Linked DNA regions of Xenopus laevis: region 1 is linked to region 2. The links are chromatin contacts, called in public Hi-C maps. All regions are on one chromosome and are shown on one strand. Each heading gives the region's core, a stretch centred on a gene start, on an enhancer-like site or on the middle of the called end of the contact. The rest is flanking DNA. Distances are from core to core; before and after follow the strand shown.

Evidence for each region. Hi-C and Micro-C count contacts between places; a contact is called where the count stands out from the background.
Region 1: a Hi-C map of the XL177 cell line shows a contact between it and region 2, with 2.2 times the contacts expected there. The contact joins the promoter of pcolce2.L here to the enhancer-like site in region 2. A contact is called at or near these places in 2 of 4 Hi-C or Micro-C datasets (the XL177 cell line and the XTC cell line).

Annotation. Positions count from the first base shown.
Region 1 is chr5L:128,053,136-128,056,776 of Xenopus_laevis_v10.1, forward strand. It overlaps pcolce2.L (procollagen C-endopeptidase enhancer 2), which reads right to left and starts at 1,922. Exons shown (of 9, transcript XM_018263818.2): 1 at 1,688-1,922. The coding sequence starts at 1,770.
Region 2 is chr5L:127,958,894-127,962,893 of Xenopus_laevis_v10.1, forward strand. pls1.L (plastin-1) reads left to right here. Exons shown (of 16, transcript XM_041563386.1): 14 at 948-1,071; 15 at 3,485-3,609. Among protein-coding and RNA genes, the nearest start is that of trpc1.L, 9.6 kb to the right of the region's middle. Within about 2 kb of position 1,993, at least 1 of the 7 cell types and tissues checked has an H3K27ac peak or open chromatin away from gene starts, as enhancers often do.

The DNA of each region.
Region 1 (3,641 bases), core at 672-3,171, 94 kb after region 2:
CATATAGCATTGTCACCAAATTTGCCTCCTTCACCCCCTGTTACGATTCCAGGTCCCATCTAAAGAGGCCAGCACCACATTAAATGCTATACCACAAAGGGTTTTTGATCACCATGTGCTTACAGAGATGACCACTGTCTGCCATATACAGAACGTATCTCATGTTTGTAAATCTGTTATAGCATTGCTGTTCAACCTTGCAGCTATTTGTACCATTAGCCTACATATCAATTTACAAAAGCCAGTAGATTTTCTATAAGTAAGAGTTTGGATAACTAAAGGTAAAGTATAACCATGGAAAAGATCAAACCAAGTTGGAACAGTAATAGCCCACTACTAAGAAAACAAAATAAAACTACATCTAAAATAATTCTGTGAGCATTTGGAGAGGATATACTGTATGTTCCTTGAATGCCCCATTGCTACTCCACACTAACACGAAAAGCCAAAATCTGACTAATACAGCATGCTGGTGCAAAGGAAAGAATTAGATACAGGCACATGAATCCAGCAATGTGTCCTTCTACGCAAGCAAATTAGTCACATCTTTCCCATCCGCTGGGCATTATGTGCACAAATTAACCCATTACCCTGTATTATATAAGAGCACATTCCAAAACATGCAAAACGTAGAACAATACCAATTATACGCTAGATCACCCCCTACAGCAAAATTACTTTTTCACCAATACCCATAACACTTTACACGAAATTTACCTCTTACAAGAAGAAATGTTGGGAGTTAGGTTACAGTAAATGCCACAAGAAATGTGCTGCATAATAAATGGAGGTCTATGAATGAATACAGCTGGTTGCACGTGAGATTCTGCAGCAGTTCTATGTGGTTTGCAAAGTAGTAGGTGAGCTGTTTTTAGCTCCATTTACTGTTCTGCTTATTTCAACAGTTGCACTGCATGGGCCACTAATTACATGCTATCTGATTCCCACCAGCACTGAGACCTCCCTGGCCATTTGGCAATGTAGCCCTGGCTGGCTCTGTTCTGGAGTAGAAAAACAAATGCACGTAGGCTTATAATTTAGCTTAGTGGTTCTCAAACTGTGGCTCCCCTATAGGGGCCCAGTCTGAAGGTCAATAAGGATGAAGCCTGAGGGTAAATACTTATATGCCATCCTGTAAATACCTTGATATATAGGAAAATGAATATTAGTATCATGAATTTCAGCGGGGCACCAAATGTTATACAGCAAAGGGGGGCCAAGGCTTTAAGTCTGTAGACTGTTTTAAGGTCTGATTGGCTGATTGGCTTGGGCTTTTGATGGCTTAATAAAAGCTGCCGCTCACTACATATCTGATATGTCTAGTAACAATGGCTAACAATCTTAATTGCACATTGAACTCATCCCCTGAAATGAACAAGGGGCAGGGCAAATGCTCCACTCAGCCCAATCTTAATTTACCATAAGACAGAATGAAGAATTATGTGACTGTACCAAAGGGGAATGGGGTATATATGGGAAATGTTTAAGAAAGGGCCAGTGCAAAAGGTCCATCCTTAGATACAGCCACTCACGTGTTCCCAACATAGCACCAAGGAGATAGAGAGGGGCAGCATATATATGTATTTAGTATTAGATTAATGGGATGGGTTGTTGCATGTAGGGCATAAAAACATTTATCCATTCCAAGGGTCTATCAGTGATGCCCACCACCCGCAGAGCCCCTTACCTCTCATTGGGTTGCTGCCCTGAGATGCCATATGGCAGCAGCAGCAGAAGGAGGAGGAGGAGGGAGCCAGGGAAGCAGTTCATGTCTGAGCAGCAGCAGCAGCAGCGATCCCAGTGCGACTCAGTAGCACAGAGGCTGCCTGGGCTTTATAAAGAAGATCGCCAGACTCATTCTCCTCTGGGAGGCTCCTTGGCACTAACAGACTCCTGATGAATATCCCATTTGTTCTTGCAGTACTCAGGAGGAGGGGATCTGTTTCTCCCTAAAATCTGATCCTCCCCTCTCCTCCCCCCTTCACTTCTCTTTCAAATGTTGCCATTAACTCCTTCACACCTGTGGGCATGTAATATTGCAAAGGTTGGTCTCCCACACAATGCTGCCCTGCTTGTTATTTATTCCTATAGTCAATTTATTTGGGTAATGCTGCTAGCTGTCTCCTCTTCAATGTGCCTTGTACTGTAACTGACTGCCCTTTGGCTATATCATATGGGAAAAAGTATCTCAGAACTTTCTCAAAGTATTGCAATTATTTCTCTGCCTAAGAGGTGCTTTCTGTAGAGGCTTTTCACTTAGTACAACTACAGTAGCTTTCCAGTAGGAAGTCAGGAGTCACATCTTGTTCTGCTGATGAGAAACTGATATAAAGACAAAGGGGATTTCCTTGTCTAAAGGCCCCCGAGTCGGCTGCTTATTGGCCCATGTGTGGGGCTTCCCCGATCAATATGTGACCGAAAGTCGACAGATCGGGCAGGTTAAAAAATCCTGTCGGATTGCAGTCGCATCTGTGCGTTTATGTGGGCCCACGATCGGATCAGCCCGATATCGCCAACCTCAATGTGGGCATATCGGGGAGAGATCCTATACGTCTATGGCCACCTTAAGGATAACAGAACTGCAGTGATGATTGCCAGCACCAAGCAAACATGTTCAGGCATAATAATTGGGACCTGCGGTTTTCTGATAAGGGATCTTTCTGTAATTTGGATCTCCGTACCTTAAGTCTACTAAAATATCATTGAAACATTATTTAAATCCAATAGGCTGGTTTTGCTTCCAATAAGAACAAATGATATCTTAGTTGGGATCAAGTAGAAGGTAATGTTATTATTACAGAAAAATAGGAAATCATTTTTAAAAATTATAATTACTTGCTTATAATTGACTCTATGGGAGATGGCTTAACTGGAGCTTTCTGGAAAGCGGGATTTAGGATAATGGACCCTATACCTGTAATGTATCAGGCTGGGCATTCTAGGGTTCATTAAAGAATCTGATTTTAAGGACCCAGTCTCCCAAAGACTAGACATATTCAGTGTTAACTGATATATATTTATTTGCAGATCTATGGTGGCAATAAAAGCTGATGGAAGCTTCCCTACTCTGGGGCCAATTAGGGCCCGAACCACCAGGAGATTCTCTGGTTCTCTGGTGCTCTGGCAGATCAATCTGAATCTGTGTATAATGGCATACAGGATTATTACCTAGAGCTGCAGATATCTGTGGGGTTTTTTTTTTGGGATAATAACTTCCGTTTGCACAAACTACATAGGAACTATTCACAATTAGGGGAAATAAGCCACAATGGCGTGTGCTTTGATTTCTATTTCCGCAAAATCATGGAAATGCCAAAATTGTCAACCAAAGAGCATCCTTTACCAAAAACAGCAACTATAGTGTCAAATGTCTTGCATTCTGTTGCAAACAGATATAGACAAAGACTGTCCCTGTAATCCCTATATACTTACAACATTGTGTTTGCTTTATTTGTTAGCAGGTATTTATAGCTTTAACATATTCCACAGAGATGTACAATAAATGGGTGGATACAATGAACATACAGAATACATGCAAAAATAACCAATAAACCATACAGTTGAACAAGGTTAAAGGTATGAGCAGTAACAGTACATGCACAAAGTGCCATACAATAAAAACATCATACAATGCTGGGGAC
Region 2 (4,000 bases), core at 743-3,242:
CATGAATGACCCCTATGGTCTGGAATGTTGGAAATTTTATAGAAACTAGGGATGCACCAAATCCAGGATTCGGTTCGGTATTCGCCCATTTTCAGCAGGATTGGGCCGAATCCTTGAGCCTGGCCGAATAGAATCCGAATCTTTAAAATCATGTGACTTTTCATCACAAAACATGGATTTCGGATTCGGTTCGGTATTCGGCCGAATCCTTCACGAAGGATTCGGGGGTTCGGCCGAATGCAAAAAAGTGGATTTGGTGCATCCCTAATAGAAATCTCAAGTTATGGAAAAGAATAAATCTATTGAAACAATAAATAATACATTATACTATAAGGTGATACATAAAATTACTTCCCGCACTTTACAAATGTAGCCAAACTAGTTATCCAGGTTTGCGAGATCATACAAAGTTACTGGGTAATAATCATAAATAACATTTGGGCAAAAGTACAGCTATTTGTTTCAAATTTGCCAGACATAATATGGAAATCTAGTAGTTCCTTTATTTGGTACATGTATGAGATCCATTATCCAGAAAAACCTGTTATCCAGAAAGCTCCAAGTTACAGAAAGTCTATGTATCATAGACTCCATTTTATCCAAATAATCCAAATTTTTAAAAATTATTTCCATTTCTCTGTAATAATAAAACAGTATCTTGTACTTGATCCAAACTGAGAAATAATTAATCCTTATTGGAGGCAAAACCAGCCTATTGGGTTTATTTAATGTTTACATGATTTTCTAGTCTTAAGGTATGAATACCCAAATTACAGAAAGATCTGTTATCCAGAAAACCCCATGTCCCGAGCATTCTGGATGACAGTTTCCATACCTGAAGTGCTACATGAGCTGTAAATTAATGTTTGTAGGCATACTGCCAAGCCATTTGATAAGCCACACTTGTTTGTCTTAAATTGCAAGTGAATCTTAATTTCTCTCATTAGGTACACACTAATTGTTTTATCTGATCTGGGAGGAGGACAAAAAATAGACGACCAAATCATCATCGCTTGGGTGAATGAAACTCTGGCTGGTGCATACAAGAAAACTTTAATCAACAGCTTTAAGGTAATTGTTAAATACTATTCTGTAAACCTGTAACTGAACCATTATCAGCCTTTTATTTATTGAAAAATCCACACATTATTTACAATGTTAAAAATGTCACGTTATTATAGGCACCACCCATATAATAAATGAAAACAGGGCCATAGCCCATAGCAGTGTACCAAGTATTGAGAATGACAATCACAAAAAGGGAAAAAAGGAAAGAATACCTATATAAGCAAGTAATTTCCTTGCAATGTTTATCTTGACTCACTTCTTCACCCTCCTCTTGCATGTTAATATAATTTCCACAATAATAAAATATGAAATAATATTCATATTAATATGAAAAATAATTAAATATCTCAGTGATTCAATCTCTAAAACAAAGAACATAATAGCACGGTTCCATCGGGTTACCACTACTTTATAAGCAGAGTTAAATCACTCCCAACATAACCACAACACCCTCAGAATGATCTGCAATCTAGACTGTTTTTTTCCTTTTATTAAATAGACCCAAAGGAGTATACTGTAGCTCTGTCCCTAAGCTGAACTTGTATGTAGAAATGCTCCCTTGAGGTTTTGCAATGATTTTATGGATCTTGATGCTGCTTTTTTATTATTCTGTAGTGATAAAGTCCTTCAGTAGCTTTATGATTAGACTCTCCTAAACTACACTTTCTCACCACTGCTGTCCAGAGGCCTGCTGTGCCATACCCTTAAACTATTACTTACTTTTACTACCATACCAGGATGTTATTTCTGTTTCATTTTTGTATGTACATCTAACTATTAGCAGCATTTGACTGGGGGGTCCAGGGCCCACCGAGGCTGCCGCCTCAGGGGCCCACACATGCCTCTAGGAACCCTATCCCAGTCGCAACCCCAATTGCCTTTAGCCTCCTGGCTCCAGTTGCAACCCCCCTATGCCACTGAGCCCCCCTCTGCCTTTGGGCCCCCCTCCGGCCCCCAGGCATATATTTTTTTATTTTGTTGCAGCTGCAATTGAGGGAAGTAAGAGTTCAGCTCCAGGGTAGGGAGCAGGACTGGGTCGGTGGGGCCCACATGTTTGTTCCCGGTGTCCCGCTAGCCCAGTCTGACCCTGACTATTAGTACCAGTTATCAGTGTCGGACTGGGAGGGCGGGACACTGGGAAAAAAACCTGGTGGGACCCCGTCTATTATGGGTCCCGCCAGCCCAGATCCACACCCTGACCAGCTGGTCGCGGCAAAAACACAATGGGGTAAATTTATCAAAGAGTGAAGTTCCGCCACTAGAGTGAAATTCTGCAGCTCTCCATTCATTTCTATGGGATTTTGAAAGGCGTATTTATCAATGGGTGAAAGTGATCTGACCCTGCCAATTATCATTATATAATTATAACAGAAGGTATCTCAGCTATAACAAAACTACTGCTTTGAAAGGAAGGTGACTTAGCACCTGTAAAAACTACTACTACAACTAATTCACAACTTATGGAATCCATTTTTTCTTAAATTGCACTTGTACAACACATTCACATTCAAGTGATAATATAGAAAGACACAAGCCCATCATAACTAATGTAATACAGAAGAAGGAGGGGCCTGATGAGTTCAGGTTGGAGTTTGAAGCAATTATCCCAGAGTTATGTGGTCACAGTAGATGGAGATCTGTGCATGCTCTACAATGATGTTTATGTATAATTCCCTTTCCTTTTGCTCTTTCAATTAACTGTCATTATTTATATTTACCACAACAATTACTGTAAAAAGGCAAAACAGAAATGTTTTTATTATAGCCTCATTGCTTACAGTCAGCTTCATGAAAGACGATGGCTGCTGTATGTATTGAGTTTTTCAGTATATTCATCGATTATAAGTTTTCTTTTAACCAGGTTAAATCTAAACATATTGGTGCCAGCCCTGCATTGTAGGTTCATGCACAGTACTCATGATTTGCATTTTATTCATTCAACTTATTCAGGCAATATGGCCACAGTGGGGCTAGATGTAACTGTACTGTACTCCCAAACTGGGGCCCAAGACTCCACATTAGTTAAATGCTGTCAGGAACACCCAGCAAATACTGTTTTATTCTAGGCATGCTCTGGCTCGAAAAATAACAACAGGGGCATACCATATTTTATCTGATGCTTTACATACTGTACATTTTTAGCTAACAATATAGTTACAATATTGACAAGGACGGTTGGATATTATATATGTAATTCTAGTAATGGTTTGGTGCAAGGCTACAAGAACGATGCGTGCACAGCTGCAAGTTGCAAGTCTAACTCTGGGTGCCATTGTCTGAGCGGCCATATATAGGGTGGTAGGGTTAGGGGTCAAGACCTTCCTTAGCAATCACCTAATCTTACCATGTAAACCCATTAAAGGTTACATTTAGTTACAGCTACAGGACAAAATATTAATAATATAATATCTCTTAGGATTCATCCATTAGCACAAGCCTTCCTGTTTTGGATTTAATTGATGCCATTGAACCAAAAGCCATTAATCCGGAAATGGTGAAAAGGGAAAATCTTTCGGACGAGGACAAAATGAGTAATGCTAAGTACGTTTCTTTTCTAAATGTCTGTTTTTGTGCATTAACAGAAAATCACATTTTAACCGGTCGATGCTTCACATCATTTCAAATACATTTGCAGGCATGTAATGAGTTCTTGCACCAAAGAAGTCCATGCAAAATCTCCCATCTGCAAAAGGGAACTTTTAGCACAACGGGTTTTCAGTTATTGGGGGGAAATGTAATAAAAGTTGCAAAGTTTTTATTTATAGGTCAAGCAAACTATAGCAATGAATCAGCAGAGAGTATTTATTGTTCACCTGTTTTAATTAAAACATCGTATAGGTTGGTTTACTATACTAGAGCAAACTTTGCACCTTTTATAACAGTCCCCCCATTTTTAGTGTTCAAGGCCCCATTAGCAGACTAACAATATAGT